Linked DNA regions of Zea mays: region 2 is linked to region 1. The links are chromatin contacts, called in public Hi-C maps. All regions are on one chromosome and are shown on one strand. The core of a region is the stretch at or near the end of the contact, and the rest is flanking DNA. Distances in the headings are between cores, read along the strand shown.

What was found. A called contact is a pair of places that touch in the nucleus more often than the background predicts.
Region 2: a contact with region 1 is called in a Hi-C map of ear, with 2.6 times the contacts expected there. The contact joins the promoter of LOC606421 here to the promoter of LOC100284057 in region 1. A contact is called at or near these places in 6 of 25 Hi-C or Micro-C datasets (bundle sheath, ear, leaf and 2 more).

Annotation. Positions count from the first base shown.
Region 1 is chr1:222,833,548-222,840,005 of Zm-B73-REFERENCE-NAM-5.0, forward strand. LOC100284057 reads right to left here and starts at 2,980. Exons shown (of 9, transcript NM_001156955.2): 1 at 2,593-2,980; 2 at 2,372-2,466; 3 at 2,136-2,267; 4 at 54-135. The coding sequence starts at 2,778.
Region 2 is chr1:222,991,846-222,998,239 of Zm-B73-REFERENCE-NAM-5.0, forward strand. It overlaps LOC606421 (adenosine 5'-phosphosulfate reductase-like 5), which reads left to right and starts at 1,749. Exons shown (of 4, transcript NM_001112296.1): 1 at 1,749-2,175. The coding sequence starts at 1,966.

The DNA.
Region 1 (6,458 bases), core at 1,730-4,229:
CACAAATGCAACCTGAACATCCTCATGAATACAACATAGTTAAGCAGCATGACCTCTCTTTCTAGGCCTGGGAAACCACCCCATATGAAATTTTGGCGCCATCCTCTTTCGTAAAGAAAAGATACCAGTGGAGTCCTGCTCGAATAATCATCAGTAAGGACTAAGAAATAATCTGGTAGAACTAATTAACAATTGCAGTCTCATATTCTTGGTCCCCAGCTCCTCAGAAGAAACAGTTTGGCAAACACTTATACTAGTATGACATGCAACCTTTAAAAAACTGGAGGAAGGCTACCCCCACAGTATTTCACCAAGAAGAGCTCAACCGAAGCCCGGCTGAGAAAAACCATGAAAGATGGATCCCTTATAAAATGGGATGCCACCCCATATGAGGAGTTCGGGCTTTGACCCGTGCTTTGAGACCCAACCCACATGACCACCATTAGTCGGTTCACCCATACCAATTCGCTCCCACTGGAAGTCGAACCCATGACTGAGGAGTACTACTCAGACCACCTAACTAACACCTAGCACACGCACAGACGCGAGGACGTGATAGGGCGGAGCGTGTCACCAGCGCGGTCAAGGACTGGCGGGACACATGTCCAACGCGCATGCAATACGCTACTCACAGCGATTTCAATGGTTGGGCCTCAAAACCACCCAGCTGCTGGTTTTGCTGAGTTTGGACCTCAAAACTCGGCGGTGCGGTTTCGACGAGAAATAAATGCGACATGTGGCATCATCGCGAAGAATGCGTCGAGGGCTCGAGGCGAAGCAACTTCGTATGGAGCATGTGGCCGTCAGATCAAAACCACAGGAGATAATCCATTTCACCCTAGGCTAAGTGGATAGGCTTTATGTATTTAGGGGTAGTTTAGACTAGTGAAATAACTCTCTTTAAATAGATGGGTTGGTTGTTGTGGACAACCATCTCTTTTGGCTAAGTTCATTTGGTTTTTGTTTAGAATACCCTAGTTTCATTCCCTAGTGTAGCCGGAGATCCGCAGGTGTTTTGTTCGCATCTATGTTCTTGTAATCTTCAACTCATTATTCGAAGGAAGGGTGGCCGGACCCATCCACAGGGTTGGTTCAAATCTTGTGCTCAGTTTTGATATGCTGCAGATTTTTATTTGATTTTGCCTTCGACTCTTCCCTTCCCTTGTTCTCGATTTGTGGAAGAACCATCGAGTTCTTGAGTTCGAGATTGTTTGGAGATGCCTTGAGGTAAAGATCACTCTGTAGACCACTACAATCATCTGATTTGAGCAGTTTGTGGTTGTGATCCAATCTGAATTTGTTTGGAAGCCCCAACTAAACCTCAGTCTAATATGTGTTTTCTGATCTGCGATTGATTTATAAATCCATTTGAGTTCAAAATTTGTGGAGACCTTGGAAACTCATTTGTCAAAGTGTGTGTAAGATTTCAGCTCAATCGGAGTCCGTTTGGTTCAGTTTCGCATTCGAAAACTGAATTTCAAGCTGTTGAAAACAGCACTAGTTAGTGACACGGTTTTGTGTTGAATGGTGAAAACCCTAACCCTAACAGGGTTGGGTGATGTATTAATAGACGTGGGTAAACTGGGCCAGTCCCATTACAGAGGGGTGAGATAGTAATTACACGGGGAAAACCCCAAACCCTAAACGCCCTAAACGGGTATTCTAACATTTTGAACCGATTTTGACTTTTCGGTGTTCGATTTGCGAGCCTTTCGATTTGGTCTCGTGTGAGTCATAAAAACATTTCAAAATCATGAGATCACTGGTTGGCTAATGTGCTTTTGGTTTGAGCGATTTCTTCATCTCGATTAAATTTAAGTGCTTAATTTCCAGTTCTAAGCAGCAAAATTTGATAGGCTCCCATTCACCTCTCTCTAGTCATCTCACCGGTCCTTCAGACACTATAATTTTAAGCCACGGAAGATCAATTTCATCTGTTAATTAATTTCCTCGCCTCCTCATTTCACCTAGATTTGGGATGTGTCTAGGAGAAGCGGATTGAAGGGACTAATATCCCCTTACTATTCAATCAATTGAATAGCAAAAGGATATTAGCCCTCCAATGTTCTCTAATCCTCTTGCTCCCAAACATAGCAGGACAGCTAATCCCAGAAGAAACAAACGAACCTCTTTACCTAAACAACTCTGTTGCCACTGGCATGGACTCGGAGTACTCTGTCGAACCAACTGACACTGTAAGATCCCAGTAATCTTGCTTGTTGGGGTAGCATTTCTTGCACGTTGGACATTCGAGACTGGTAGCATCACTGGAGATGAACAAACAACCATCAATTTGAGAACCTGCGTGATAACCAGTTAGCAGTGGCAGGTCAGGTAATGCGGGACGAAATGGGGAGGAAAGACCACTTACTCCAACTGATCGCTCGAGCTCGCCAGGGGGTAGTAGCAGATTGGACACGCCAGCTTCCTGAGCTTCGTCTCCGGCGCCGGCGCCACCAAGGGTTCCTGAAAAGGAAAGCATGCTTTTAACTAGCCGCCTTCTCAGCGGAGTGTGTGGACTTCTGAGTGGGCGGGTTCTCCGCCTGCTCGACGGAATGCTTCAGCGCGGCGGGGCGGGTCCGGGGAGCTCACCACCAGCGCCTCGTCTGGTATGTCGGGAGCGGTGACGGCAGGTGAGGAGCTGGCGCACAGGTCAAGCCTCCTCGCGGAGGCAACCCGGTTACGGCGCGCCGTGATGTGGCTCCGCGGATGCCGATTATAGCAGCACGGCGCCGTGGTAGCTGCTGCGGGGGTGATCGCCGTGCCCAGCGCCGCCATGGGAGATTGGGACTTGGGAGAGGTGGTGCGTCCCTGGAGACTGGAGGCGCGGAGAGAAAACCGGAGGCGGCGAAGCGCCGAAGCGGAATCAAAGCAGTGAGCAGAGCAGGCCGGAGGGAGCAGGTGTGCCCTGTGCGGCGTACGTGCCCGGGGCCTCCACGACAAGGCACACAATTTGTGGTGACGTGCGCGCACTGAGAGCTGATGCCACTGTGCGGCGTGCGTGCCCGGGGCCTCCACGACACGCCAAGGCACACACAATTTGTGGTGACGTGCGTACAGTGAGAGCTGATGTGTCTGGGATGAAAACGAAAAAGATAATATTAGTTTTCAAAACTTTATCAAAATTCAGAGCTAAATAAAAACGAAAACGGAAACAAAATCGATAGAAATATTACGATACCAAAACAAAAAGGGAAATTTGGATCCATACCATTAAAAGATCACCACTTTGGATTCATACCATTACTATCTCACTTACATGTGGGTCCACATGAGTCAATGACATGTAAGATCCATGGTATATATCTAAAGTTTGGATCTTTTAATGGTATAGATCCAATTGTTCCAAACAAAAACGGTTTAAATATCTTTCCATCTTTCAGCCGTTTCCAAAAATTACCGTATTATTTTACCATCAATAAAATATACAGTGCTTTTTAAAATATATCAAATCTAAACTAATCTTTGTAAATACATAATAAAATTATCTTAACTTAGAAAATTACAAAACTAATTTTATTATTTTTGTAAAATCAAGATATATCTAATGCTACATAGTTTAGAGTTGTTTGAAGCTTTTATGGTTTATATTTATAGCTTTTATGAATTGTTATTTTTGATACATGTATTCATAATTCGCCTGAAAACTTGAGAAGGATTAGAAGGACACTAATTATGTTTACTATGTCAAGTAACATGAGTACGCTAAGAATGCAAAAGCCTGTCATCATGCATGCATTGATTCTATAGTCATATGCTACTAGACTTGAAAGTGCTTTATTTAAGTACATGATGGTAATTTTATTATTGTATTATATTTTCTTGTATTTATTGTGACCTCGCGCTTTATATTAAAACTAGTAACTGGCGCACGCCAGCGCGCGTTTTTAATTGTAATTAAGTTAAATTTAATTGTATTTGTCAATAATCATAATTGCTTAGATGAGTGATATAAGTTGATTTAGTAGATACTTACATATAAAATGATATAAGTGTTCTTTCTGCATAAAGACGAAGAGGAACTTTAAAGGCAATTTTGCGAGGTGTTGCATCAGCTTGAGGCACATCATTTTGTAGGACATATATGGTCTATAATCATATTGGTACACATAAAGATGTAACAAATATAGAGGTACCCGCATGACGGACATGTGGTGTTACTTGTTAAAACAATATGTTTTGTATCTATAAAGTACGAATTAATGATTTTAAAGAAGTGTATACGGGTTAACCATTCCGTTCATCTACAATACTTGTAAGAAATTTAACTACAATGATTATTATTTGAACTATTGAAGCATTGCACAACTTCAAAATTTATGAACAGAAGAAAACATATTACCTTTCTATGTAACATATGACGAATATAACCGGAAGCATATATAAAAGGTTGAGATGAAGCAAGTTTAGTAAATCAAGGAGGAAAAAACAGTTAACTGATAAGTATGGAAACAATTATGGTGGTTGTATAATATGAATTGTTTGTCATTATTGGACCATATGCAAAAAAGAAAGAAACATAATTTTTATTTTCTCCTTTGTCTAGTTCCAAGGCTACACCAAGAAATGTTAGAAAGCTAGGAATGAAATATTTTGCTGTGTAAATGGCATCAAAATAAATATTATCATTTCAATACATGATATGAAAGGGAAAGCACACAATAGAATGAGCAAAAGAGCCTAAGAATCTAGGAATAAGATATATGTTGATTAAAAGACATTCGAATAAATATTATAACTTCAATGTAAATATGGTACTATTAGGGAAAGCACATTATAGATATTATATCAGTACTGACAAAACAATGCAATTCTATACAAATAACGACAATCCTTTTTTGCTTTTATTCTTTGTTCCTCGCTGGTTTCATGATAAAACACAGAACTGAGTATTATTCGTTCAAAAGTTTGCAATTCGAAGTTAGAGATATGAATCAGTTACAATTTATTATACAATGCAATTAATTACCAAGTACACCTACAATTAAGAAGATAGATGGAACATAAATATGTATTCAAAAGGGATGCATCTGTATTGTTGTCTCATCATGCAAGAGAAATTAATTTTCTTTGTTACCTGAAATGAACGTACATTAAAATATGTATCTTTGCCTAAGAAGCAGCACCTTCTGGTGATAAGTGAATGCATGGTGACCGTTTTCTATTTAACATAGTTACTAAATGTTTGAAGATAAGTATGTTTTATTATTTGCAATAGAGATAGTGTCCCAAAACATGTCACGGTGGTTGTTTTCAGATCAATAGTGAGCGCCAACTGAGCCGACGCACTGCGGCATCCAGCAAGGTTGGAGTGGAGTCAGGCAGAAGTATGTAAAAATACTTGCTCCTTCGACCACAGTTGGTTGTGGCCTAAAATTCAGAGGTTGTCTCCTCGCCGTCGAGAACCATTCGTGCGGATGAAATATGAAACAACGACGTGAGGATCCTGGCAATATATATGCAGGCAACCAGTGTAAATCCTGTTTGAGCAACTAAAATTTTTGTTTTTCATTCTAGCTCGCAAACAAAATGAACTCAAATTTAATCGACACAATCAGGTAGTCAAATCCAATGAACACAATCCTGCGATATTAAAAGACAATCATACAATTAAACTCATATGTGACTGATACATTCAGACAGTTAATGGACGATCGAACGGCGTAAAAATGATGTGGATGGTCTAGCATTCCAGATTGGCTCCCACTCTTAATATATAGAAAGTAGTAGTGCCAATGTTTAGAAGAGACAACATCCACCATGGGGCTAAAATAACAAACTCTAAATCTACCCTAAACTACTCTATTATATATGTTCTATTTCTCTGTATCTGATTCCTTGGTTCCAGATTTCCAAATCCTCCGGTTGAAAGTAAAACCGAGACATGGATCAGGGCCATGTGTGAAACGAAATTGCTATTGAAGATTAAGTTTGTTTGCTTCTGATCAGAAATCTTTGCCAAGCAACCATTTAGCAAACAGAAAATCTCGTTTAATCATAAATTTACAGATATTATGCTCAATAATATCGATAAACATTTGAAATATTGAAAAAAATTAATCAATATTGAAGACATTGCTTGCTCTTACTTGTGTTTGGGCGATTAAGCTGTTAGGCTCACCTAACTGAGTCACTGCTCACTTCGGCCGGTTGCTTGGGTGCTGTCTGAGAAGGTCGACCGGGTGAGGCGGCCGCTGGCGACTGGTGAGGACAGCCACGCAAGATCTGCTGAGGGCCTGCTACCGCAGTGCCCCACAGTGCATGGGGAAGCCCGCGGGAGGGGTTGCCCGGGCTGGATGTGCGACTATGCTGCTCTAGCTACTGGGGCAGACCACAGCCGCACACGGAGGAGAAAGGCGGTGGCCGACCGCCGATGGGTGTGTGGCGGGGTGAGTGGAGGAGGACTGGGGCTGTGGAGTCGTCGCGCCGTCGCGGCTTCACCGTTCGTGGGAGAAGGT
Region 2 (6,394 bases), core at 499-2,998, 160 kb after region 1:
GTACTGTTCACGCTGGCTTGTACTCGCTTATGCATCACGCTTGTACTTTTGCCTTCTATCAAGCCAAAGGTATATTTGTAATTCAATATTGTTTCTGTCTTTCCATGATAATATAATGAGAATGAATTAATAATGTTATATGATTGTTTATGTTATCTCTTATATTTCATATGTTTCTTCTTTTGTTAACATATATCGGCATACCGCGTTGATGAAGGTATGTCCTTCATGACCTTCGTCTGAAGATCATTATATCCTAAAAGAAATAATATTTCGAAGGACGAAGGACATTAACCTTTAACATTTTGTGTTGCCTTATTCTTAATTCATAGCATTTGAGAACAAGTCCCCAACAGTCGCACATCCAAAATTGCTACAAGCCAAGCACGCTTAACCTGGAGGTTCTTTCGAGACAGGCTTCCGAAAAAGAAGATGCACCTTGTTGGTATGGATACTCTATTAATTCTATTAAGCCTTGGGCTAGGATATCACCATCCTAGGGCGAGGATATCACAATCCACCCCCTTAGAAGACCGACGTCCTCGTCGATCAACCCCAATCCAGGAATCTCCCCTCTTGGCCATGTTTGTATGTCTAGTGTCGTCATATGTCATGCCATGTGACCACTCTGGCCCCACATGTGCCATGCACCATATACCCGAATCCCTAGCCCACACACGCCCGTAAAACCATGAGGGTTGGCTCTGATACCACTTATAACACCCCGTCCAATCCCGGACTGGCGATACGTACTCCTGACATCTCTCTAGGATCATATATTGTCCCCACGGTCTAATACGAGTCTTTTATACGCACGTTGTCCTCACTCATGCGCACCCGAGAAAACTTCCTGGTCGGTCACCCATCCCAAATTGCTACAAGCCAATCATGCTTAACCTGGAGGTTCTTTCGAGATAGACTTCCGAAAAAAAAGATGCGCCTTGTTGGTATGGATACTCTATTAATTCTATTAAGCATTCGGCCAAGATATCACCATCCCAGGCGCCAGGATATCACAGCTATGCATTTGGTTTTGCCCCTAAAACGGGTGTGATAGAAGTGGTATCAGTGCTATGCTGGCTATAGGTCGTTAGACTAGTTAGAAATAGAAAGCCCAATCTATTTAAAATATGCTTATTTTGCTATTACAAATTTATTTTATTAATCTTGTCTCTTTAAAAATTCTACTAAGGTGACACTTTCTTCTTGTAGATGGTGCGGACTTTCCAGACCACCTGTGTGAACATCAACCGTATCCCTCCACCTCAGCAGGCTCCTTTCTACCTAGTTGTGGTGGAAGAAGTCTCTGTGGAGCTGCACCACCTTCAAGTGAGGAATGGTATGATCTTGTAGGACAGCTCTGAGGAGATTCTGGCGACACCCACTCCATTATCAGATTCTCATGCCTTTGCTGCTGGAGCTTCATCTTCAATGCCACCGGTGCCGGTAGCTCAAGCCACTGTTCCTGGAGATGATGACCCCGTTGATTTTGGTGATGATAAAGACAATGATGATGATGAAGAGGAGGAAGAAAACAATGACAACAATAAGGATGCTAACAATGAACCGGAATAAGAAGACAACTTTGTTGGATTGTGGCATGTTGCAAAACACTCCATCGCAGCATCATATCATTAAGTCCCTTGGGAGCCGCTTAGGTTTGCCTCACGTGAGGAAGAAAAAAAGTTCGTTTTAGACTCATTTAAACTCACGAGGCTCTCGGAGCCAAGTCTGAGCCAGCGCTTTTTTTTTTCTCGAGCGGTGCCACACGGCCACATTGCCACAAGCCCACAACCAGACGGGGAGAGAGCGAAAAACGGGGCGACCGAGCTAGCTCGCCGTCGTTTCCGGCTCCCCTCCCTCCTCCCATACCGTTGCCCTACCCCCACTACCGCGCCCCGCGGCCCCGCCGGGTCCTCCTCCCTCCGCTCGCTCGGAACCAGAGGCCTCGCGACGTCTCGCGCCATGCGGGCTCGCGATCTGCTAGGGTTTCCTCCGGCGGGCGCGGCCATGTCGTCGGCGGCGGCGCTCCTCCTCCTCCCCCTCCTCACCGTTGCTGGCCAGGGGCCGGTCTGCCAGAGGCCGCCCGTCGCCGCCGTCATCCTGCAGCAGGCGTCCACCTGTCGAGCGGTGGACGCCCCAGGGCTCCGGGGTCACCGCGCCGGCTTCGTGGAGGTGGGCTTCGCTTTGTCGTTAAATTTCGCCATCACTCTAGCAGAAAATTTGGGTCCGGTTGCTTGCGCTGCCAGGCTGGCGTTTGGAGCGAGGGAATTTAATGTCGTTTTGGTTCTATCCACCTTTGTGATTTGATTGACTCCTGAAGCCGTAATCCCATGCTAATGGTCGATCTAAGCTCTGCCCACGATGAATACTTCATATATTGCAGCTTTATAAGTTACAATTGCAAACTCCTTTTTCGGTTTTCGAAAATGATGTTCAGTAGTTTCAGTGCCGATGCCAAAACTGACTGAACTCTGTGTCGATCTGTTACCTTGAAAGCTTAAGCAGCTGGTGTCCCTGCAACCGCCTCTGGGAATATTCTGTTGAATATCTTAGGTGTTGATGCTTGTGGTGCTGGTACTCTGGTAGTAATTCGATGACACCAGACATGAGTTATAACTACCTGACTATAAGAGTAGGGATTATTTTCTGTTACCTATGACTATCCATGATCGTTTAGTTCATTCCAGTTCAGCTGGACTCTTATGTTGGATCTGTGCTGGGCACTCTGTAGGCCCGTACTGAATGTAGTAGATACATGCACAGGTTTAAAATGAGTAGCATGTCTTTTTTTATACTGTACCACCCTCAGGGTATGATTTCCATTTCTGTATGATATCCATGCAAAAGCTGGTCTGCATGTGGAATCTCTTTTATTTTGTATGCACACACCATAATGATAAATATTCCCACTAATAAGTGCATGTTTTCTTGATTTCTTCTCTGTCAATTGACTATCTATTGCTATCTGCTGTCAAAAGTTAGATTAAATGTTAGCAACCTCGTTAGGGTTTTGGGTTAGTCCTCATGTAATTAACTGTATACCCTTGTGTAATGTGCTTGGCCCAACTACTTTGTCTATATTAATACATTTCCAGCCCTGCTTAGGGTTTCCCACATTCTAACCTGGTACCAGAGATAGGTTTAGTTCTCTCTCCCCTCTCTCCCACCCACAGCCGCCGGTCACCTCTTGCTCAGCCCGCCGGCCACCTCTGCTCACCGCTGGTCACCCTAGGCCGCTGACCTTCTCCTCCCCAGATCTAGATCCAACCCTTTCCTACTCCTCACACCTCCACCATCTCTGCTCCAGCATCTAGTCGCCGGAGAAGAGGAGGGCGCCAGCACCAGCGCCTCCCATACTCCTCCCCGCCGCTGGATCCGCCAGCAGCGGCTCCTTCACAGCGCCCAGCCGCCGGAGAAGAGGAGGGAGCCCGCATCCGCACGTCCCGACTCCTTCCCTTCCCTCCTTATCGACGCGAGAAGACGCAATCCTGGGAGCTCCTGGTGCCTTCGATTCCTTAGGAGCCCACCGCGATCTGGCTCTTGTAGCAGCATAGGGCTCCACCGCTCTCCTGTTGCATCTGCATCGACGACGGCGGCAACGCTTCCCCTGAGTTTCCCCACTGCTCTGCTAGACCTCCCCGCTGCTGGCCCGCTCCTTGCAGCAGCACCCCTCCTGTCTTCTTCCTAGGCATGGCTGCTGTGCCAACAACTTCTTCCACCGTCGGCGTGTCCCCTGCTACTCCCCTTCCCACTGCATCGGTGGCCCTCTACGCCACGGGCGCGGGCACCCATGTCCTCCCCATGGTGGCTGCGTTGCCTCGCTTTGCGCCTGTGGCGCTGACCATGACCCTCTGGCCCGCCGCCATCACCTATGTGCCCCCCTCTTAAGAGCCTTCCCTCGTTCGTTGCTCCTGTGGCCCTCGGCCTTCTCGGCGCCGCCACCGTGTCTATTCTTTATCCTAGCCTGCGCATGGCCCCGACTCTCCATGTCGTCCCTCCTCTTGTCGTCGGGTGCCCTGCCTTTGCCCTGGCCGTCGGTGCCACTTCTTTCCCGGCTCTGTCCAGTTCCACCACAATCTTTGTGCGCGTCAGCCTTCATGATGGCCAGCTTATCCGGGTAACCTTTGTGGCTTTTGATCGGGCCATGGACCCTTTTCTCCACGACCATGTAGAGATCCATCCTCAGGCGGGCCGCTACGAGCCTGGACCACTTGTCTTCCCCTTTGCTGTGATTGCCTTCCTGGTGATCGAGACCTTGTTGTCTCCCTCCCCTCCTAGTGGCTCTGTCGGAGCACCTCCCCTGGCTCTCTCCTCGCACCACGTGCCTTTGCCACCCTCCCTCTCCCACCGATTGGGTGTTCAACTTCGGAGCTTCCTTCCACACCACTCCTACCACTACCTCATTATCTCACTACCATCCTCCACACCCCTCACATCCTTCTTCTTTCGTTGTGGGGAACGGTTCTACCCTCCCGGCCACCTCAGTAGGTGGTGTATCGGTTTTTTCGGGACCCTTCTACCTTAACGACGTTCTTGTTGCTCCCCATTTGACTCATCCCCTTCTCTCGGTTCGTCACTTCACTAGTGACAACCACTGTTCTATGGAGTTTGATCCCTGGGGGCTCACCATACGACACCTTCCCACTCGTGACGTGCTCGCTCGCTGTGGCAGCTCCGACCCCCTCTACTCTATTCACTTGCCATCCACTTCCCCCACCAGTGTATCCTCCCCCATGCTCTTGCTACTACCACCACCTCCACCATTTGGCATCGTCGTCTCGGGCACCCTGGACCTGACGTGATGTCCTAGCTTTCTAGCCGCTCAGATATCTCTTGTAGCCGGGGCTCCTCTGAGCGCCTCTGTCATGCTTGTCAGCTCGGTTGTCACCATGGTTTTTAAAGCGGTATGGCGATACAAGGCGTTGGACTGCCGCCTGGACGCCTAGGCGTAGGCGACGCCTTTTAAACAGTGGTTGTCACTCTCGTCTTCCTTTTTCCACTTCCACGTCTAGGGCTGCTCAAGCCTTTGATCTTGTTCATTGTGATCTCTGGACTTCTCCTGTCTCCAGCCTCTATGGTTACAAATACTACTTGGTCATTCTAGATGACTTCTCTCACTTTCTTTGGACTTTCCCGCTTTGGTTGAAGTTCGACACCTTTTCCACCCTCACACACTTCTTCGCCTGGGTCTCCACCCAATTTCGTCGCCCGGTTTGTGCCCTTTAATGATAACGGTCGAGAGTTCGACAACACCGCGTCTCGCTCCTTCCTCTCCCACGACGTTCAGTTGCGCCTCTCGTGCCCTTACACTTCTCCCCATAACGGCTGGGTCAATCGAATCATTTGCACCACAACCAACATGATCCGCTGCCTCCTCTTTCAAGTGTCTCTCCTTGCCAGCTGCTGGCTAGAGGCCCTAAACATCGCTACCCATCTCCTCAACCGCCTTCCCTTGAAGGTGCTGAGCCACCCCACTCCCCACTTTGCCCTATATGGCACAACCCTCTCCTATTACCACCTTCGTGTATTTGGCTGTGCCTGCTATCCCAACACCTCTGCCACCGCTCCCCACAAACTCTCCCATCGCTCCACCTATTGTCTTTTCCTTGGTTACTCCTCTGACCACAAGGGGTGTCGCTGCCTTGACCTCCTCACCCACCGCATTCTCATATCTCGTCATGTCGTTTTTTATGAAGATGACTCTCCCCTTGCTAGATCCTCCTCGCCTACCGATCTCGACTCCCTCCTTGACCCCGATCCTGTTCTTCCTCCACTCCGGTTGGCCCTGCTCGTGCCCTTCACGGCCCAGACGCCTCCACTCGCACCATGCGCTGCCCTATAGACCTCGCCTGCGCCACGTGCGGCCTTGTTGACCTCGCTCGTGCCATGCGCGGCCCCGTCTCCTCGGCTTGCGCCATGCGTGGCCCTGTCGACGAGCGTGGCCCCGCCGCCTTCGCCTATGTTTGGTGTGGCCCCATCACCTGCCGCCCCATATGGCTCGCTTCGCCAACCCTGCCCTCATCTACCACTATCGCAGGTGGACCGCTCCGTCGGTCCTCGCTGCCCCGCCAACTCGTTCCTTCACCGAGTCATCGGTGTACCACCGGTCGCCATCCATCGTGACCCCGACCACATTCACCCAATGGTGACTCGCCGTGCGGTCGACGTTCTTTGCCCCGTCGACTGGCTGGTACCGACGATCAATGCTCCTCTGAACGCCTTCCGGGTTTCCTCCCCTATTCGCGCTGCCCTCGTCGACCCCCAATGGCGTCGCGCTATGGAGGAGTATGCGACCCTGTTGGCCAACCACACTTGGGACCTGGTGTCGGGTGTCGCGTCCACTAGGCACCAACGTGGTTACTGGCAAATGGATTTTTCGCCACAAGCTGAC